Regions from separate parts of the Mus musculus genome. Here all the other regions are linked to region 2. Evidence: chromatin contacts called from public HiChIP or PLAC-seq and capture Hi-C data. All regions are on one chromosome and are shown on one strand. Each heading gives the region's core, a stretch centred on a gene start, on an enhancer-like site or on the middle of the called end of the contact. The rest is flanking DNA. Distances are from core to core; before and after follow the strand shown. Region 1 overlaps Tanc1 (tetratricopeptide repeat, ankyrin repeat and coiled-coil containing 1). Region 2 overlaps Baz2b (bromodomain adjacent to zinc finger domain, 2B). Region 3 overlaps Ly75 (lymphocyte antigen 75).

Region 1 (4,054 bases), core at 1,383-3,882, 430 kb before region 2:
TTCTTTAAGAAGAAAATTCTTAAAGAATTTTAAATTCTTTTATTTATTCTATTTCTATGAATACACTGTAGCTTTCTTCAGACACACACCAGAAGAGGGCATCAGATCCCATTACAGATGGGCCACCATGTGGTTGCTGGGAATTGAACTCAGGACCTCTGGAAGAGCAGTTGGTGTTCTTAACTGCTGAGTCATCTCTCCAGCCTGAATTTTTGTTTTTTATTTGCACCCCCTACCCCACCACCACCACCCAGGGTTTTTCTGTGTGGCCCTGGCTGTCCTGGAACTCCCATCTATAGAACAGGATAGGTTGGCTTTGGAGTCAGAGATGCTCCTGTCTCTGCCTCCTGGATGCTGGGATTAAAGGTATGCACACCACACCCAGCACACTAGTCTCTTCATTATTGCATACATTATATACAGTTTATACTCTGTTTGGGTTATATGTTTAATCTTTTTTACTGAGAGGTCTGTGTCATCACAGAACATTTGAAAGTACCCTTTAAGTCACTTATACAAAGCACTTTTCTTTTTTTTTAAAAAATGTATATGTGTGAGTTTTTGGGTGTACATATGCACTGTTTGTGTACAGGAGCCCACAGAGGCCAGAAGAGGGTGTCCGATCCTTTGGAACTTGAGTTACAGGTGGTTGTGAGCGCCATGTGGGTTCTGGGAGCCGTGCCCTGGTCCTCTGTAAGAGCAGTAAGTCCTCTTAGCCACTGAGCCTCCCTCTAGTCTCTGTGCTTCCCCCTCCCCCTTGTTACTTGCATGGCAGCAGTGCCTGGTCTGAGGACAGTTGGGGGCGGTGTCCTCCATTTTACTTGAAGCTGACAAGTCTCCTTACAGTCTAGTCCCTTATGTTTAATTTTCCCTTTAGTAACGTTCTTCTTCTCTTTTTTCCCCCAAACTAAAAAATGACATCCATCCTTACATCACAGCTCAAAGAAACAAGGATTTCTCATGAAGATTGCCCCTCTCTGTTTCCCACATCATAGCCACTCCTCCCTTAATCTTCCTGACACATTGCCTATGCATTTATTAAAATGTTTTTCTCCTTTTGTTTTTTATAATTAATTAAGTTGTTCACCCGGTTGCCCTGGTGATGGTTTGTGAGCTTTTGGATGGAAGGGGTCTTGCCTTGCCTTAGTCACTTAAAAAAAAGGTAATTATTTACTTCTGCTTTGGAATAAAGAGGCAGGCAGAAAATAAGTTTTTCAATTTTAAAAGGATTTATTTATTTTTCTGTGTATGGGTATCTCACCTTCATGTATGTATGTGCACCATTTTCATGTCTGGAGCCTGTGGAGGCCAGAAGAGGGTGTTGGACCCCTGGAACTGGAGTTATAGATGATTGTGAGCTGCCATGTGGGTGCTGGGAATCGAACTCGGGTCCTCTGCAGGAACATGAGCTCCTCATTGCTGGGCCATCTCTTTCCAGCACCAGAACCCACAGTTTTTAAATGTGCACCAAGTATTCTGGGTATCTCTGCCACTTCCAGAGCTTAGGGACCTCGAGAAAGCAGCGAACTGTACATATATCACATAGAACTAAGAAGGCTCCAAGACAAAAACCCAAGTCACTTATGTGCCACAGATCTGTGCATGCCTGTGTCTGTGCACGTGAGTGTGAGCGTGTGTGTGTGTGTGTGGGGGGGGGGGTTGGAAATAAAGACTGAGTATCTTGCTCTACATCATTAGCTGTCCTATGTATACAACATATAATATTACCACAGTAAAATGTACACACTCAATACCTACACTACCTTGCCTCTGAATCTGACATTCTTTTTGTTTGTTTGGTGTTTTTGTTGTTGTTGTTTGTATTTTTGAGACATGATTTCTCTGGGTAGTCCTGGCTGTCCTAGAACTCTGTACATCAGTCTGGCTTTGAACTCAAGAGATTTCCCCCTGCCTTTGACTCCTGAGTCCTTGGATTAAAGGCATGTGCCACCACTACCTGGCTTTTTTTTTTGGTGTGCTTTTGAGACAGGATCTCACTATATACCTCTGGCTGTCCTTGAACTCAGAGAGATCCACTTATCTCTGCCACCTGAGTGCCCAACCTCAACCTCATTCCACATATAATAATGGAGATCACAAAGGTATTTGTCTATGCCTGGCTTACTTTTAACTTATTTAATATATTTACTACAGTGGCCACTTGCATATGGTAAAATATGATGAGATACTTTCCTTCTTATGGCTATATAATTCACCACTATATACATCCATCCTTCCTTCCTACAGGGGTGGAGTGGGGGACCAAGAATCAAACTTAGGTTGTCAGACTGATAGCAAGCCCCTTTTGCCTTTATCTGCTGAGCTATCTCATTAATCTGATTTTAAAACAAACAATAAAACAGTCTCATGTAGCCCAGAGCGAGCTCAAACTCAATAGCTGCAGCTAGTCTTGAACTCCTGATCCCGTTGTCTCCAACTTGAAGTGATGGGATTGCAGGCAAGTGCCACCATGCATAGCTGATATATAGGAAGACCCTAAATGCCTGTGGATGGTTACCCATCTGTAATTACCGACAAGCAAATTCCTGGGAGACTGTCCTGTATGCTACTGTGATACTGGCCAGAGCATCCCTGTTGGGAACGGTGGCCTCTACACTGCTCAGCTGACATTCCTTCTATGGAAAGGCTAATTGAGGGTTGACAAGCTGTCTGCTTTCAAGTTGAGCTATGCTAGATGCTTCTTGCTACTATGATGAAAAACAGACTCCTCCAGAGTTTTGAAGGTCAGATGACAGAGTGTATACGGAAGTGTCTGGAACATTGTAAATGGCCTCCCAGGCAGGGGGAAGCATCGACTCTGATCATTTCCTTGTGGGGTTGACTTCTAGCTCAGATGTCTTTGTTAGCCATTTCTGTTTCCTACGGAGTACATTTCCATACATTTCAGGGGGCATCCTAAGTGGAACGGGATGTGGTTTTTTTTTTTTTTTTTTTTTTTTTTTTTTTTGGAAAAAGTACAGATAGAAGTTGGTAGGGGCTGTAAAACATTTAGTTGGAAGTGGGTATGATGTGTGATCCAGTGATGCTCTGACAGTTCAGTTGGCCAGGTACTTGGTTATTAAGTGGGACACTGCTGGATAAAGATGAGAATCAGGGCAAGCTTTAAATGGTACCCAGGAGATGTTTGATTTCTATGGGAATTTCAATCACTTCCTTAGAGAGGTGTTGCTATTCCTTGGAAGTAGCTCAACATAGAATGAAACTGAAAAGTTAAGTGTTGTTAGGCAGTCTGGATGAGTTTGAAATCGTTCGTCTGTGGATTAAAAAGAAAAATGGGTAGGAATAAGACTGAACATTGTGGAGGCCAAGTTTGCCGTGGAATTTTGTACTGTAGAGATTTACAAACTAAAACATGTCAGAGACAACGTAATTATAGATGCGAGAGACACTGAAGCGGTCAGTAGCTCTTAGATTGCCAACGTGCAATTGTGATTTTATTTATTTGTTTGTTTTTGTTACAGGGACCAGCTTTGCAGCCCAGGCTAGTCTAGAACTCACAGTTCACTTGCCTCAGTTGTCTCAATGTCGGGGTTCCAGGCGGGCACCGGTACATTCTCCCTGCCTTGTCTGGGGTTCTTAATTTGCATGTGACTTAAGATGACCTTCCCATAGGGTGATTTGTCTAAGTAAACAGCAGCTTCCCAAGTGGGTTCCATGAGAAACTAAGAGTCAAAAAACTTAGGCACCACAGGGGGAAAGGGTTCTAGAGATTAAAAAAAAAAATCTGGGCCAAGCAAAGTATAACAGGTGTGTGTGTGTGTGTGTGTGTGTGTGTGTGTGTAGATGTTAGGTGTGGAATTAGTTGCTTTCGTTGCTGTGATAAAACACCATGTCAAGCCAACTTGAAAAAGGAAGGGTTTAGATGGGCTGACAGTTCCAGAGGATTAGAGGCTGTGATGGTGGAGCAGAGGCCTGGTGGCCAGAACAGCTGAGAGCTCACATTTAACTGTCAGCAGGAAGCAGAGAGCACGCTGAAGATTGCTTGGGCTTTAGAAGCCTTGAAGCCTGCCCTGATCACACACTTCCTTCACCA
Region 2 (3,737 bases), core at 651-3,150:
CCAAGCACTCAGGAGGCAGAGGCAGGCAGATTTCCATGAGTTCCAAGATGGCCAGAGCAACAAACACAGTGACACCCTGTCTCAAAAAAACAAGGCTCAGGACTCAGGAGGCAGAGGGAGGGGGATCTGTTTGTTCAAGGCCAGCCTAGTCTGCAAATCAAGTCTAGAACAGCCAAGTCTAGAACAGCCAAGGCTGTTACACAGAGAAGCCCTGTCTCGAAAACTGAACTTAAAAAAAAAAAAAAAAACCTGCATGTGCATCACCTACTTTAAAACAGTTAAATGATTCTAAACGTAGGGAGTGGTGAGTACTGGAAGCTGAGGCAGAAGTTCAGATAAAAGGAACAGTTTATGAAAGATTTCATGAGCGTCCACAATGCCAGCAGTCAGTACAGGAGTTTCGGCAGGAGAGTGACCTAGTTAGCTCTGTGCTATCAGTTAAAGCAACACTGAGAGATGGATGAACAGCGCTCAGCAAGAGGCATCAGGCTCTCAGCTTATTGCCACAGGCACAATGAGACATCATGCCATCCTCCAAGAATACTTAGGCTTTCAGCTTGAGAGTAGGAGCTCAGGTCTGGCCTCAGCACTGGAGAGATTGAGGCAGGAAGATCTCAAAGGCAGTCTGGACTAGAGAACAAGACCTTGGCGCGAGCGCGCGCACACACACACACACACACACACACACACACACACACAGGATTTAAATATCATAGAGAAGAATATACTTGGAAAATATTTAGAAAGAAAAGGAAGGAATCGTGAAAAAAAGATGAATGTTTAAATAGAAGAACAGGCTCCAAGAGCTGCCAAGAAAAAGCAAAGTCACTGTGCAAGACCAAGTTTTGGGAAATACAGTACTAACCTGTAGTTAGTCTCTAGTACCACCTAGGGTGCGTCTACCACAGCATGTACGATGCATTTATAAGATATCCTTTGAAGGGTCAAACATGTTGTAAATTCTCAAACACAGAGATGCCCAGGGACAGCTGCTACATGAAAGAAGCCTCTTCTACAATGCTGCTTTCCACTTCCCCTTCCTTCGCAGCTCTTCTCTTCCTTCCTAGCTCCCTCCCTCTAGTTCTCCTTGGTTTTGAGACAGAATCCTAGGCTCAAACTCAGAATATTCTGATCAGAGCTTTCCAAACTGCCTTTACCAGAATGTAATGTGTGCCTGGCCTAATTTAACTCTCCCAGCTTTACTTAACCATGGAAACTTCGCTTTATTTAATGCTCCATACAACCAATGTTCTAACAAAATTACTTTGGAAAACACTGGTTGGACAACAAGAATCAGGTAGGACGGCTCATGCCTGTAAATGAAGCATTAAAGAGGCAGGAGGACATCATGAATTTGAAGCCAGCCTATGCTACAAAAATGAGTTATGGGCCAGCTAAAGCAACAATGCAAAATGTTGTCTTAAAAACTTAACAACAAAAAGACCCAAATAATATAAAAGCTCTCTGACTCCCTTTTTACTTTGCTGGACACTCACAGAACTCCATCTGTGCTGGTTCGCTGGTCCTCCTTGGAACGCACCAAATATTCGCCTTTGGGACTGCAACTAAACCACTTTCTGGTTAGAAAAGCCTTAGGAGAGTGCTCTTTAACTCCCCTGAACTTCAGTCGAGAGACCTGGCTGGTAAGAAGGTGTGTCCCTGTGTTTTCAATTGTTAAAAGAGCTAAGTGGGGCAGGATTTTGGTATTGTCATTTCTACAGACCCATCTCAGGTTTTCTATATGTAAAAGATAAGAAGAAAGCTGCCATTGGAAAGGTCAAACAGCTCAGTGCCCAAGGCCAACCCTAAGAGACATCAAAAGTTGTGTTGCTGCTGACTGGTTTGGACTAGAATGTGGGTTCAGGGGCGGGACTTCTAGGCAGACGATGAAGGAAACGGAAGGCCTAAGGAGCTGAATCCGGTAGTGAGAACTTAAGTCAAGAACTTAAGTTAGTAGCTCGCTGAGAGACTGCCCCAGCAAAAGGCCAACTGCTTTAAAACAGATACAACTCTCCTGGTCTTAGTTAAACCTTACAAGGCTCCTCGAAAGCCCCCAACACACTCACAGCCATGAACTCACTTTATTTCTCTTCACAGTGCTGACTGTCCCCCAGCAAATTAAACCTTATCTTGCCTTTTACCCACAGAATAAGTCACGTGAGTCTTTGTGTAGTCCTCTCCTCTTTAACCTTACCACTATCTATAAATAGCTACTTACTAATCAGCTGTTGAATAATGCAGTTACTATCATTTAAACTGTCTGAGTATAATGATAGCAACAGGTGAAACTGCCACTGAATATTCACAAGGGGTGGTTACCTCACTCAGGATATTCTGCTCATATTCTTCATATCTATATTCTATGTAAAACGCATGACTGTTTTAAAAAGTTTTCAGGATTTTGCAAAGCTCAAATTTTTCTAATTTTCTCTTCTGCAAAACAATTATAAGACTTTTTATCTTCTCTTTATAAAATGCACAGACAGGATTTTAGTATATCTTATGGTAGAAATTCTCCCTTAACTGTAGACACTGGGTCAGGCTTGTCAGTCTGGACCTGAAGTTGTAGCATGCACCATCTAAGGCAAAAGGCCTTTTTCTCCACTGAAACCCATGACTCCCTGTTCTAACTCTAGAGACTGCTAAGTGCTATGGTAGATTTCAGATGTGTGGTGTTTCCATTACTTTCTAATGCTCATTAGTTATTGAACTGAACCGTTCTCTATATGGTAATATATACTCTCACAGGTACTTACAACTCCACTAAAAATCAAAATGAATTCTCACAGACATGTACAAGAATTTTTTCAAAATATCTCAGAATACAATCTACAAAATGTTTTAAGTATTTTAATATCAAGTGCAGTATTTCTAAACTGACATCAGTCAACACAATACAAAATAGACTCTATTCAATTAGCAATCAAGTTCTATCCTGATAAACACAGTGGAAGGGAGAAATGTTCTCAGAGGAAATATACACAGTGTAACATAGACCACTGCTGTTTAACCTTCTGACTTCACAGCCGACAGGCCAGTGGCTTACTTCTGGCCATTCTACACCAAGAGTATCTTCCCACCAATTGCTAGCCCAGCAAAAGCTCAAAATTCAAACTTTCAAGTGGAGTGACTGCTGAGTGCGCACAGTGCTCCATGGCGTTACAGAGCTGAAAGGCATGGGGTGAACTGTCCATTGTGGGTGTGCGACTTGTATGAGCCCTCCCTTGCTCAGGACATTTCCAAGGTGGTTACAAACCTGGTGCTCATCACTTCATAGGCCATGCAAAACAACTACAAACTTTTGTTCACTCTAGTGATCACGTTAGAATGAAAGCTGCGATTTTAACATTAAAAAATAATACCTGAAGCTGAATAATACATAAGACTCTCAGTTGCTTTTATTATAGAGATATTATGAAGTATGTGCCTTCTATTTAGTATTTTAAATTTTACTTAAAGTAGCATTTACAAAATCGAAAATAACTTATACGATACATACAACAAACCAAAATCTATCAATCTGTAAGTCATGATTGAATAAAAAATTAATAATAAGAACAGAGGGCATGACTGCTCCTAGGTATGGTGGTGAAGGTTTATTGTAGAACAAGGATGATCATAGCCAGAGGCAGAACCATCTAGGAGAGTTCAAAGTGGCCATGACCCTGAACCAGGCCATGTGAGGAGAAGAGAAAGGGGAGAACCAGAGACCAAGAGGCCAGGAGGGTAAAGGGTAG
Region 3 (3,587 bases), core at 456-2,955, 270 kb after region 2:
TATGCCAGCATTTTTTAAATTTCTCTCAATGTACTTTGATACAGAGGATACACAGGTTAGTGTCTCTCAAACCTTACCCTATCTTTTTTTTTTTTTCTTCTTCTTTTAAATAAGGAAACAAGTGTTTCCTAAGGCACAGCACATTTTGGAGGATAATGACATAATGCTTCTCATAGGACCTCTGCACATAGCTCCTGGTCCCTTCTGTCCCATTATTCACAAGTTACAGACCCTCAGGGTTTTACTGGGAATCGCTCCAGGTCTGAGACCAAGGTCCATCTCTTTGACCTTGGCTCCAATTAGTGGTGTAACTGAGTTTCCTGCCACACGGGGTGACCTGTTCGTCTTCGGTCAGTCTAGGCTGCTTTGGGACCACTTCTCTGTTCTCTACTGTGAGAACTAGGAGAGGTCATCACCAGTGCTACCCTGGGGATGGATCTTCATACCAGGTGATGAGTGTATCGTCCCGATACACGATGGCAGTGGGACATTACTTACGCAGCTTCTCGCACGTGGACTGCACTTCCTCCGGTGTGACTGTCTTATGCCTGTTGTTGGTAATCATGAAATTGTAGCAGGAGTTCTGGAATGGTATCCATGGGGTGCTCTGTACAGGAGACGGGCATTTAGCAGTGTCCAGTGCTCTGACCTCCTCCTCAGTCTCATCTGGGGGAAGAAAAGTTAATGGTAAGAACTCTAATTTCGGATGTAAATGTTAAATCCTGTTCACAGTCATTAGACTTGATTTGTGGGAAATATGAAGGAAGTGAGGAAGTGACAGCCTTGTTCTGTTTACACTTGAATATAGCATGAAGCATGCTGGCTCTCTGTGGTGAGGAAATTATCTGACATAATTTTCTTACTCCTGCTGTGGAGTGGAGGAATGTGAAAAAAAAAGAGGCGTTTTTAGGTTACATGAGTTTCTGTCTTCCTGTTTTATTAAATGTCAAGTGCCAGGAGCCTCCTCAGAGGGACTCTATAAACATATTAATTAACAATAGGCATCTAACTGCAACCGTGAGATTCACTCTCACATTTCTGCTTACTGATTTCTCTAATTTTAATGAAATAACTTCAATGAAATAGTTATTCTTTTAACAAAATTAAACAGAAATATCATTTAGAAAATGGCCTTTAGAATATCTCATTTTTTTTATTCTATGAAAGTAATATATTCAAGAGGATGCAAGTATAGATACGCTAAAGTCAAAATAATTCAGATTCATTATGTCTTAGAGACTATCTGGCATTTTCCTCCCATTTAGCAGCAAACCCCTTTGTCTCAGAAACAGTGTGTTCTTTTTACCACAAACCCAAGAATGTGGGCCCCTGACAGGGCTGGGGATTGCATATTCTCAGGCTGAGGCCAATGGATTCTAGGAGCTTGAAAGGTTGGATTCAGATGTCATACACTCACCTCATTGATAGGCAGAAGAGAGAGTTGCAGAGCAGCCATGTTCTGCTACTGGGCAGAAAGGGCAGAAAGTTCACAAGGGGCAGAGTGCAGACACAGAGAGAGGCAGAAAGGACAGGCGCACACATGGTACATCTCTGGGTTTCTGTTTTCTTGTTGGTGTCAGGAGATTTTTTTGGTTTGTTTTATTTTGTGTTTTGAGATAGCGTCTTGCTATCTAGCCTTGACTGGCCTGGAATTTCCTTTGTAGACCAGGCTGGCCTCACGCTCATAGAGAGCTGCTTGCCTGAGGCTCCCTAGTGCTGGGTGTCTGAAGCCCATTTCCGGGTGGTTGAGTTCCATCTTTGTTTGCAGGGTGGTTTTCTAAATTCCCTTCTGACTGAAGCTGCCTCAAGTGAGTGCAGCTCCCCATAATCAACTGAGCCTTTGTTTGTTTCTGAGACAGGGGCTTGCCTGGCAGCCCAGGCTTGGCTGAGCTTTGCCTGGTCTTCTGCTCCACCTCTGAGTGTTGTCCTTAAAGGTATGTGCCACCATGCCTGGAATTTTAACAGTGGCTCACGATGTTAGTCATTGATGTTAAGGATTAATTAAGGCCAGGCGGTGGTAGTGGCGCACGCCTTTAATCCCAGCACTCGGGAGGCAGAGGCAGGCGGATTTCTGAGTTCGAGGCCACCCTGCTCTACAAAGTGAGTTCCAGGACAGCTAGGGCTACACAGAGAAACCCTGTCTCGAAAACAAAACAAAACAAAACAGAATTAATTAATAAAGAGTTTCCATAAGTTAGCTTTGTAAGTATATAAAAGTAAAACTATATGTGACATGAGGCAGAACGGGACTGTATATGTCCATCAATGTCAATTAACATAGTCAGCTGGTATACAAAAGACAAACTCCAAAGTAAGAACTAAGGACAAAGCAATCCATAATCAACAATTATGAATACAAATCCTTGCACCAGTTCTGTTGGGGAAAAAAATGACTATGGTGGGAACTGGGGGTAGCTCTGTGGTTAAGAGATGTCTGCTCTCACCGAGGACCTGATTTGATTCCCAGCACCTATATCGTGGCTCACAACACGTGTGACTCCAGTTCTAGGATTGTGACGTCCTCTTCTGGCTTGATGGACACTAGGCATGCACGAGGTGCACAGCCACGTGTACTACCCAAACACGCAATAATGATACACTATGATAATGACTTTCTTATAATCCCCTAATACAAAATAAGAGTTTGCAAAACCAAACAGACACAGTTTTACTACTCCGGATGGGTAAGGGGATGGAAACAGTTGCAATCCACATACTTCCTGGATAGTAGCAAATGGCGCCAGGCTGGTTATCATCACAGTCAGCTGTTTTCCAGAATCCATCTGTGTCTAATATCACGCAGTCATCAAGTTGCTCATTGCTTCCAGCCCAGTTACTAAATTGAAGACGTTTCCCATCTGACCAACCAAAGTTGAGTTCATCCTATGAGGTGTAGAAATTCATTTCAGAGACAACATTGACATTATTTCTCTATATTACTTTAACCCATGAGATCAAATGTTTATTAGTTGCATTATTTCTCTATATTACTTTAACCCATGAGATCAAATGTTTATTAGTTGCATTTTGTACTGTGTTAAGCATTGTCTTAAATGTTTGAATCCTTGTGACAACCATTTGAGAGGGCCCTCGTGTCCTTTCCACAGGTCACTGAGACTGAGTGAGTGTGGCTGAAACCCCGTTCATGTGATTAAACCCTAGACTCTGTGGCCCTAACTCTAATGCTGCTCACAGACATCAGAACTGTTTTTTGGAAACCAGAAAGCTAAAACGGAGCGAGGATCACTCTGTGTAGGGAGGACTCTGGAGACAACATGGCTAAAACGGAGTGAGGACCACTCTGTGTAGGGAGGACTCTGGAGACAACATGGCATACCCGAAAGAACAGAAAGGAAGGAACCTGTGTGGTTGTCAATCATCGTCCAATCTCTTGTGAGCATTTGATTTGTGAGACTGTCCCTCCAACTTTCCTGCCCTCTGTCTGTGAAGAGGCTGAGACACAAGACTAGACTAGTGTCAAATGCAGAATCAGGAGCAGGCTGGCACCCAGAGCTACAGAAATGCTCATTGCCTTAGTCTCAACTCTTCAAGACAATGCATCTTACTGTTTTCACACTGGTCTCTGA

Evidence for each region. HiChIP or PLAC-seq counts read pairs in DNA pulled down with a chosen protein or histone mark. Capture Hi-C pulls out chosen DNA fragments and counts their contacts.
Region 1: an H3K27ac HiChIP or PLAC-seq map of embryonic stem cells shows a contact between it and region 2, with 5 read pairs. The contact joins two enhancer-like sites. A contact is called at or near these places in 1 of 39 promoter capture datasets (cranial neural crest) and 1 of 115 datasets of contacts at active chromatin or transcription factors (embryonic stem cells).
Region 3: a capture Hi-C map of embryonic stem cells shows a contact between it and region 2, with 4 times the contacts expected there. The contact joins two enhancer-like sites. A contact is called at or near these places in 2 of 484 Hi-C or Micro-C datasets (brown adipocytes and embryonic stem cells), 1 of 115 datasets of contacts at active chromatin or transcription factors (double positive thymocytes) and 1 of 9 other capture datasets (embryonic stem cells).

Annotation. Positions count from the first base shown.
Region 1 is chr2:59,620,034-59,624,087 of GRCm38.p6, forward strand. All of the region lies in intron 1 of Tanc1 (tetratricopeptide repeat, ankyrin repeat and coiled-coil containing 1), which reads left to right. Among named protein-coding and RNA genes, the nearest start is that of Tanc1, 10 kb to the left of the region's middle. Within about 2 kb of position 2,633, at least 24 of the 459 cell types and tissues checked have an H3K27ac peak or open chromatin away from gene starts, as enhancers often do. A contact at or near this core is called in embryonic stem cells, where this site is marked.
Region 2 is chr2:60,049,066-60,052,802 of GRCm38.p6, forward strand. The region is part of intron 2 of Baz2b (bromodomain adjacent to zinc finger domain, 2B); the gene reads right to left. Among named protein-coding and RNA genes, the nearest start is that of Gm13572, 14 kb to the left of the region's middle. Within about 2 kb of position 1,901, at least 28 of the 459 cell types and tissues checked have an H3K27ac peak or open chromatin away from gene starts, as enhancers often do. A contact at or near this core is called in embryonic stem cells, where this site is marked.
Region 3 is chr2:60,315,591-60,319,177 of GRCm38.p6, forward strand. It overlaps Ly75 (lymphocyte antigen 75), which reads right to left. Exons shown (of 35, transcript NM_013825.4): 26 at 2,718-2,883; 27 at 499-666. Among named protein-coding and RNA genes, the nearest start is that of Cd302, 33 kb to the left of the region's middle. Within about 2 kb of position 1,706, at least 5 of the 459 cell types and tissues checked have an H3K27ac peak or open chromatin away from gene starts, as enhancers often do. A contact at or near this core is called in embryonic stem cells, where this site is marked.